3 separate regions of the Mus musculus genome follow, and regions 1 and 3 are each linked to region 2. A link is a contact called in public HiChIP or PLAC-seq data. All regions are on one chromosome and are shown on one strand. Each heading gives the region's core, a stretch centred on a gene start, on an enhancer-like site or on the middle of the called end of the contact. The rest is flanking DNA. Distances are from core to core; before and after follow the strand shown.

What was found. HiChIP or PLAC-seq counts read pairs in DNA pulled down with a chosen protein or histone mark.
Region 1: an H3K4me3 HiChIP or PLAC-seq map of bone marrow-derived macrophages shows a contact between it and region 2, with 4 times the contacts expected there. The contact joins the enhancer-like site here to the promoter of Banp in region 2. A contact is called at or near these places in 7 of 39 promoter capture datasets (the 3T3-L1 cell line, cranial neural crest, embryonic stem cells and 4 more), 1 of 15 datasets of contacts at CTCF or cohesin (the NIH/3T3 cell line), 19 of 484 Hi-C or Micro-C datasets (the AML12 cell line, the C2C12 cell line, bone marrow-derived macrophages and 12 more), 24 of 115 datasets of contacts at active chromatin or transcription factors (the HPC-7 cell line, SST interneurons, T-cell acute lymphoblastic leukemia and 16 more) and 4 of 9 other capture datasets (adipose tissue, bone marrow-derived macrophages, embryonic stem cells and 1 more).
Region 3: a contact with region 2 is called in an H3K4me3 HiChIP or PLAC-seq map of bone marrow-derived macrophages, with 8 times the contacts expected there. The contact joins the enhancer-like site here to the promoter of Banp in region 2. A contact is called at or near these places in 8 of 39 promoter capture datasets (the C10 cell line, cranial neural crest, erythroid cells and 4 more), 1 of 15 datasets of contacts at CTCF or cohesin (the NIH/3T3 cell line), 14 of 484 Hi-C or Micro-C datasets (CD4 T cells, the G1E-ER4 cell line, bone marrow-derived macrophages and 8 more), 23 of 115 datasets of contacts at active chromatin or transcription factors (the SCID.adh cell line, SST interneurons, bone marrow-derived macrophages and 13 more) and 4 of 9 other capture datasets (adipose tissue, bone marrow-derived macrophages, macrophages and 1 more).

What each region holds. Positions count from the first base shown.
Region 1 is chr8:122,329,614-122,332,565 of GRCm38.p6, forward strand. It overlaps Zfpm1 (zinc finger protein, multitype 1), which reads left to right. Exons shown (of 10, transcript NM_009569.4): 5 at 2,477-2,576. Among named protein-coding and RNA genes, the nearest start is that of Gm46056, 13 kb to the right of the region's middle. RefSeq lists an enhancer at 58-348. Within about 2 kb of position 1,693, at least 49 of the 459 cell types and tissues checked have an H3K27ac peak or open chromatin away from gene starts, as enhancers often do. A contact at or near this core is called in T-cell acute lymphoblastic leukemia, adipose tissue, bone marrow-derived macrophages and 2 more, where this site is marked.
Region 2 is chr8:121,949,122-121,951,821 of GRCm38.p6, forward strand. Banp (BTG3 associated nuclear protein) reads left to right here and starts at 1,371. Exons shown (of 14, transcript NM_016812.4): 1 at 1,371-1,527. It overlaps Gm27011 (predicted gene, 27011), which reads right to left and starts at 1,524. Exons shown (of 1, transcript NR_169031.1): 1 at 557-1,524.
Region 3 is chr8:122,268,245-122,270,944 of GRCm38.p6, forward strand. It overlaps Zfp469 (zinc finger protein 469), which reads left to right. Exons shown (of 3, transcript NM_001362883.1): 3 at 1-2,700. Among named protein-coding and RNA genes, the nearest start is that of Zfpm1, 13 kb to the right of the region's middle. Within about 2 kb of position 1,372, at least 50 of the 459 cell types and tissues checked have an H3K27ac peak or open chromatin away from gene starts, as enhancers often do. A contact at or near this core is called in SST interneurons, bone marrow-derived macrophages, embryonic stem cells and 4 more, where this site is marked.

The DNA of each region.
Region 1 (2,952 bases), core at 443-2,942, 380 kb after region 2:
TCCCTCCTAGCACTGCTCCCCAAGGTTGCATGCACCCCATGCCACAGTGCTGCAAGGGGGTGCGGTATGGTGTTCCATGCACTGGGACTGCCACAGAAAGAGCAGCTTGTGCAGCGTCAGCAAAGTGGCGTGCGTGTGCGCGCTCGTGTTTTTATCATGCGGTGAACACGCTGCTCCGGAGAGCGATAAGCGTTAAACCGACCGCGAGGCTGTCAGTCTCAGTTTGAGGGTTTAGAAATATTGGGACGAATAATTAGATTTCATATCGTTACCACAGCACCCATCAGAGGATCAGGCAGATTAATTTTCTCACCCTCCTCCGCTCATTAATATTCATTAGAGTAGTGGAAGGCTGAGGCAGGGAGGGCCAGACCCAGCCACCTCACTGACAGCCATCTGCTGGGGCCAGGAACAGCTAGCCTGTGAGAGTCAGAGGCCCCCTGTGTGGCTGCCCACACCCGTCTGCTGCTTACTCTGTGCTATCCAACTGTGACCTTGAAAGCTCACCTACCCCCTGCATCCCTGGGAGCCACCTCCTGACGGAAGCCAGCCGATCTGAAGCAGGCTCTTGGGTAGAATGCACTCCCTCAGTGGACGTGTGGCAACTGCCAGCAAGGTCCAGGGTGCAAGGCAATACCTAGGTCCAGAGATGCCTTACTGTTCATGTTATCCTTCAAGCAGAGCATAAGTAAGCAGCCGTGGCCAGTATACACAGCTCTAGGGCTTCCTGTATCCTCACATTCATCTGTGCCCAGGGCAGAAAGGCCCACAGAGAAGGGCACAGCCTCCCTAGCCCCCAGCTCTCCCACCGCCCTGAGATGGTGGCAGGACAAGGAAGGGGATTCCTTCCCCTATCCTGACAGCAACTTTGTCATGTGGGCCTCACCGTGCTGGCATACAGGAAACTGAAGCCAGAGGTGCAGGTGTTACCTGCTAGGACTCCAGGGCTCCCCTTCAGAACCAGCTTATCTCCACTCCCTGCTCCATGGCAAGCCACGTGGCAGCAGGCAGGTGACGTGGAAGCCACCGGGCTGGGCTGTCATGACCTCATGGGTCACTGGGAGTTCCCAGCTAGTAGGCCTTATCTTGTTGGCTCTGTATATGCCATGTGAATGCGATCTGTAAAGAGTTGGTCCACAGGGGTCACAGGAGAAAGGTCAGACCTGAACCCTGACGTTTGGCCCCAGAGCCTATGTGGGCATCACACACAAGGGGACCCAGGAGTGCCAAGCACTGTCCTGGCAGTTCCCCTTACAGTCAGCAGCCTGTTTCTCCTCCTGTTCCAGCCTGTTGGTCATCTTCCTTACCCAGTGAGCTCATTGCCATGACCACCGCAGCGGTTCTTAGGAGCCGGGAGTGAGCAGGGGCTCTAAGCTTTGGGTTAAGAGTTCCTGGGGTGCAGGTTTCTGAGTGAAAGGCATTTATTTGAATCAAACAGCGAATGGCCGACAGGATGATACACAGGCCTGCTCTGCCTTTACACATAGTGCCCGAGTGGCTTAGTCCAGGGGCTAAGTAAGCTCAGCGAACAGGGAGGTGCCCAAGTGGCAGCAGTCACCCACCCCACCCTCCAAGGATAGACAGGACTGGGCCTCTGCTGTCCCTGCCTTCCACTGGCTGTGTCTCATCCTCCACCGGAGACCAAATCCCAGCCCAGCCTTCCAGCCTGGGCTGCACAGAGACATGGCCACGTACACTTACTTCCTCTGCTGCTGGGCTGAGAGCCAGGGTGCAGGGGGCAGGAAGCAAGCAGCTTTGGTGGCCCTGGGGGGCTGAGCCCAGAGCTCTTCCCTTCCAGGTTCAGATGGAGCTGCAGAGGAAGTGTGTGGCACAGCCCTAGGCTGGAACTTCTAACCCCAACCCCCTCCCCTTTATTCTGTCTCAGTTCCCTGGCCCATATGATGGGGAAGAGGGCACAGAGCCTCAGCTACCCACTACCCCTCGCTCCCTGGCAACACAGCTGTCTTGGGTTGGGGCAGCCAATCTCAGGAGAAGGACAGTGCTCTCAATGAACGGACAGGGCCAAAAGTTCCACCCTGCACCAGAAAGGAAAGCTCTACTGTACAGAGACATGGGCTCGTGCTCTCCCTCTCTCCCTCTCTCCCTCTCTCCCTCCCTCTCTCCCTCTCTCCCTCCCTCCCTCCCTTTCTCAGTTCCTTGCAGGAATCTAGCAGTTGCGTGGTATGGGCCATACCCTTGGTGCCAGCAGCTCTGCTGTCACAGAAAGAGAACACACATCAGCAGGCTCTATAGATTCAGTGCTTGACAGCTCTAGACCTTTGTTCCCAACAGAGACCAATGCATAGCCTGGGAATGCACAGCTCCCTGCCATGCCTCCAGTTATCATAGTGTTTGAACTACACAAGTCCTACTGCTATGAGCTACCAGGCTGCTGACCACCACTACACAACAGAGCAAAGCCCCCCACTCGGCATCCTATATAGACTGAGCCTTTCCCATCTCCACTCTTCTCTAGGGCCCAGCTGTGACCCTGATGGTGGATGAGAGCTGCTGGCTAAGGATGCTGCCCCAGGTCCTAACTGAAGAAGCCGCCAACTCAGAGATCTACAGGAAGGGTCTGTATCTCATGCCTGCCTCCCTCCCCGCTAAGGTCTTTCAGAAGGCAGGGTCACTTGGTTCTGACTGGTCCAGCTCTTAAAGGGACACCAGCTTATCTGGGTAACAATCAAACTGCCTGAGAGAGCACCCTGAACCCCATCTGAGAGGATGATGGACAACCTTTGGAGCTGCAATCCCATGCGAATCATAACCACTGACACAAGAGCTAGAGGGACCACCCTGGGCCCTCTACAGCCAGCCCCTGAACACAAGAGCTAGAGGGACCACCCTGGGCCCTCCACAGCCACTGAACACAAGAGCTAGAGGGACCACCCTGGGCCCTCCACAGCCACTGAACACAAGGGCTAGAGGGGCCACCCTGGGCCCTCCACA
Region 2 (2,700 bases), core at 121-2,620:
TGGGCCCAATTGAGGGGCGGTGGGAGGAGATAGTACAACTCTCTAAGAGTTTCTGGCCAAGTTCCTCGTAGTTCCTCTGGGCTTAGCTTTCTTTCTTTTTATTTTAAAGATTTATTTATTTATTTCATGTATGTGGGTACACTGTCACTGTCTTCAGACACACCAGAAGAGGGCATTGGGTTCCCATTACAGATGGTTGTGAGCCATCATGTAGTTCCTGGGGTTTGAACTCAGGACCTCTGGAAGAGCAGTCAGTGCTTTTTTTTTTTTTTTTTTTTTTTTCCCCAAATGAGACAGGGCTTCTCTGTATAACTCTGGCTGTCCTGGAACTCACTCTGTAGATTGGGCTGGCTCGAACTCAGAAATCTGGCTGCCTTTACCTTCCAAGTGCTGGGATTAAAGGTGTGCGCCACCACTGCCCAGCAGGTCTCATTTTAACAGCACAGTTCTAGGTTGAAATCTTCAAGACAATCCTGAGGTAAAGTGGCACAGGATCAAACCCCAGACAGAGCACAGTGGTTTAGAAGGGCTGTCCCAAGGTTGCCCAGCTGGTAGCTGCACTGAGTCATGGCTTTATTATCGGCACAGGGGAACGGGCAGGAAACAGGTTTTTGTTTTGTTTAGTTTTCTAAGTGAAAATAACTCCTGTAATCCCGGTTTGTAGGATTGCTCACTGCGAACATGCAGAAGGGGACAGCCTGGAAAGGAACACTGACGACAGACCAGGTGCAGAGAACCATTAGTGGCATTTCTGGCAACAAATGCACATCGATGCTGCATAGCTCCTATTGCATGATACGTAAGCATGTCACATATAATCTCTATCACAGTGACAGTGTCCCCACGACCAGCTTGTCCATAAGGAAGTCAGGCAACTTTCCAGACAATGCCACTGAACGAGCCCGGAACGTCTGAGACCGATGCCAGGTAGAGTAGGTAGGACGGGTTTGGGAGCGTACAGCCCATTTGAGCCGCTGACACTACAAGTCCCAGCAGCCCTCAGGGCAGGGAAGGCATGGGGCAGCCAGAATCCGGATGGACTACAAATCCCAGCAGGCAAATCATGGCCGCAGAGACTACCAGTCCCAGGACGCATCGTGCCACACACAGCGCACACTGGGATTTGTAGTCGTCAGGGCAGCGTTAGTGTGTTCACACCCATCAAAGAGGACGTACATTCCTCAGATTGAACACTGGAGGATTTACTGCTTTAGCAAGTAACATGGACGTGAGATGGGGAAGTAAGGGCCCAGCGAGTCAACTCTCGGAGCAGGGGAGGACAACTGCGCATGCTCGTTGGAGTCCGTCGGCGAAAGCGCGCGCCAGAGGCGCCCAGAGCAGGCCCCGCCCCCTTCCCGACCGGCCCCGCCCTTGAGCCGGGAGCCCAGGGAGCCTGCGCTGAGGGCGGGGCGCAGGCCGTGGGGAGGCGCTCGCGGCGCCTGCGCAGAGCGGCTGCTTCTCTCGCGAGGACGGACGCCATTATCGCAGCTCCCCGACAAACACCACGAGAATTCCGCAGCCCACACGGTAATTGCAGCTCCCGCAGCCGGTCGCGCCTCCACTCCCCCTTCCCGCGGGGCGAGAGCGAGAGCGAGAGCGAGATCTCCGGCCGCCCCCGCCCCGCCCCGCCGCCAACCGTCGCCAACGGCCACGGGGCCGCACGCCGGGCTGGGCGGGGGCCGGCGGGCCGCGGGATGTCCGCGCGTCGCCTCCGCGCCTCCACCCGCCGGGGCTGCGGGACCCGGGAAGCGAGCGAGCGAGCGGGCGAGCGGCCGAGGCCCGGCGGCCGTGCTCGCGTGCGTTCGGCTCCGGGGCCTCGGCGCCTCCCGGGCCCGCGCCCGGCGCTCCTGTCACGGGCTCGGCGCGCGGGCGCTGTGGCCCTGGCTCGGCCGCCCAAGTCTCTCAGGACTGAGCCTCGCGCGCTGCGCCCGGGCCCCGCGCGCCGCCCCGCCGCCTAGGTGGCCCCATCTCCCGGCCGTTGTTGGCGCTATGCCCCGGTAACCGGGTGACTTCGCCCTGGTTGGCGCGTCCGCCCGCCTCTGCTCTGCTCTCTGTTGACATCGGGGCCGAGACTGGTGCTCGCTTCCCCACCTAGCGTCACGTCCCCGTCCCGCACAGCCTGGCTCTTTTTTTTCCTTGTTACTTGTGGTGGCCTTTGTTTCTCTGCTCCTGGTGACATTGTAACTTCTCGGAGATAGTGTGGAACCTCCGGCTTCCCTCTACCTCCTCTCTGCCTTTCTTCTAATCTGGGTTGGGGACGCTTTAGGCGGGTGCAGGTAGGTCCCGAGGTCTTTCTTTCGCTGCACGCCTGGTCAGCTCAGGACGCAGTGTTTCAGTCAGCTTTCTTCTTGAGTCCCCAGGGAGCCTCTGCCAAGGACTTCCTTTCTGGTAACTGTTTCCTCCCTGGACCGGCCTAAGGTCTTCTTGGCATTGGAACAGGTCTGCCCTTCGCAGGTATGCTCGGTAGGCGTGTCCTCGAGCGCTGGGAGATTGTCCCAAGAGCCTTTCTTAAAGTCGTTAGAGAGTTTGTCGCCCTCCCCCCCACCCCCGCCCCATTTGGGCACACTACTTGAGTTTCTTTATCTTTCTATTCCTTTTTGATTTTCATTCCAGGAAAGAACTTCAGTTTATCTTTCACCCCAGTGGCGCAGGACTTTTAATTCCAAGCACTTAGGAGACAGAGGCAGGTGGATCTTTGCC
Region 3 (2,700 bases), core at 122-2,621, 320 kb after region 2:
ATCGCTGAGGTGATAAACAGTGTCTCACTCGGCTCCACGCGCCTGCCTACCGATCTCAGTGACTCGGGCTCTCTCTGCCTGTCCCGAGAGGAAGAGGATGTGTGGGATGATGAAGTCATGAGTTTGCCCGAGTCCCTCCTCCTCGATGGCCTTCTAAGCAATAAGACACCTGGCCTTGACCCATGGACCCCCAGCCTCAGCCTGTGGGCCCTGGAATCCGACAGGCAAACCAGCTGCGTGGAGGAGAAGCCTTCCTGCTTGATGGAGAACCAAGATGAATGGTCAGAGCCCATCCCGCAGCTGCACATGGTCCCAGCAGCCTGGCGGGACCTGGAACACTGTAGCCCAGCCTGTGAGACAGCCTCTTCTGTTGGAGACATGAGCCCGGAACCCCCTAACCTAGAAAGGGAACATGACAACAGGCCTCCTGGAAATGCCAGCCTGCCCCCACTTTACGTTAAGGACTTTGAGGCTCTCAGCACCCAGCTGGAGATACAAGACCTGTGCTTTCTGAGACCCTGTAGTGACCTTGTTGAACTCTCTAACCCAGGCGCCCTAGACTTCCAGGTCACAGCAAATTCACAAGGCCCTCCAGACAAAAGAATGGAGGGAACTGCCCGGGCCAGACGAGCCAAAGGCAGAGACCTGCGGGTGAAGGGCAAGAGGGCCTCCTACAAGTGCAGGGTGTGCTTCCAGCGGTTCCATAGCCTGGGCGAGCTGGATCTCCATAAGCTGTCGCACAGCCCCTCGCCGCCCCCAACTTGCTACCTGTGCGTGGAGCGCAGATTCAGTTCCCGGGAGCTTCTACGGGAGCACTTGTGGGAGAAGCACGTGCAGGGCAAAGCAGGGCCGTGGGCCTGTGGCATGTGCCTGAAGGAGGTGGCTGATGTCTGGATGTACAACCAGCACCTTCGGGAGCACGCAGCCCGCTTTGCCCGAAATGGCCAGGCGCGGCGAGCCTTAGGAGACCTGCCCGGGTGCTTGGAAGGGGAAAGCGCCCTCACGCACTTCCTGAACACCATTGTGGAGCGAGCATCCAAACCCCAGAGGACCAAGCGCTCGATCGGCAAAGACAGTAGGGAGCCATCAGAGCAGGAAGGAGACGCTGGAAAGAAAACCCCAAGAAGGATGAAGCGCAAGGCACGTGCCTCGGTCACCCCCAGCCAAGATGGCGCCGAAGGAGGCAGCCTATCCGTTCTGACCAGCAGTTCTGCCACCTGCTCTGACTCTGCCAAGACGCCCCCCGCCCCGTCCCCAGACCCTTGGTCCCACGGCGAGTCCCCGCTCCAAGCTGTACCAGTGCACGAGGACTGCAAGGACCCCTCCCGTGACTGCCACCACTGTGGGAAGCAGTTCCCCAAGCCCTTCAAGCTGCAGCGCCACCTGGCGGTGCACAGCCCACAGCGCGTCTACCTGTGTCCCCGGTGCCCGCAGGTCTACCCTGAGCCCTGGGAGCTGAAGGTACACCTGGGCCTGACCCACGGGGTGACAGAGGAGAAGGAGCTCCCACACGTGCCTCTCTATGCCTGTGAGCTCTGCGCCAATGTCATGCACGTCATCAGGAGGTCCTTTGTCTGCAGCTCCTGCAACTACACCTTTGCAAAGAAGGAGCAATTCGACAGGCACATGGGCAAGCACCTGAGTTGCGACCTGCAGCCCTTCACACTCCGGAGTGTTAAGCGGCCAGGGGTTCCTAGGAGGAAGACCCGTGTCTCCCAGGATGTGCTACCCAGCAAGCAGAACAGGCTGATGGCGCCCTTCAGTCCCCCTGAGCTCAGCACTGACAGAATCCCCTCCACAACCAGCCCTACACCAAGTGAGGTGTCCCTTCCTGCACTGCCCCTAGCGCCTAGCCTCATCCTGGACCAGCCCAGTTCTCAAGAGAACCCTGTGGACCAGGCAGACCACTCACCCAGGGGGAACAACCTACCACTGAGTGGCCAGGATCTTCCACCTCCGTCTCTGTCTCCTTTCTCAGCTGCCTCAGCTGAAGGTACAGGCGGCTGCTGCAAGCTGAACAGAACCCTGGAGAAACCAGAACACGAGGCTTCCTTGGGAAGCCTTGAGCCATGTAAATGGCAGGCTCTGGTAGGGGAAAAGAGGGCCCTTCACCTGTTCCCAGGAAAACACAAGAGTCCAGGCAACGGAGACAAGTGTGCCCCTGGGTGTTCCCCAGGGCACCCCTCTCAGCTCCAGGAGAGGCTAGTGACCACACACCACATGGCACCTGAGGGGAGAATAGAGGGTCCCTCCCAGAAGGGCAATGCCACCAAACCAGGAGCCTACTCAAGTACCTCCCATCACAGAGCAGCAGAGCCCACCAAAAAAGCACTGAAGCCACCAGCACCACCCCGAAAACCAGGAGGGATGGGGATCCCAGCCGCAGAGCTGGTCTTGAGTCCTGAGGACAGGGTAAAGCCCAACACTTCTAAAGGTAAACTGCGAGGCACCCCTCAGAGCAGTGGAGGGCTCCAGCCTGGCACTCAGACAGGGGGTGGCAGCCAGCCCCAGCCAACCAGTGGGCAGCTCCAAAGTGAGATGGCCTCCACCCCTACTGAGCCCAGCTGTCCTAGCTGGGCGAGCTCCACCCCGGACCAGCCCCCACCTCGAGCCCACACCAAGGGTAGCACCAGAGGGCCTGGGGACGCTGTTCATCAGGGGGTCCAAGTGCATTCAAGTCCCAGGGAGAAAAGAGAAAGC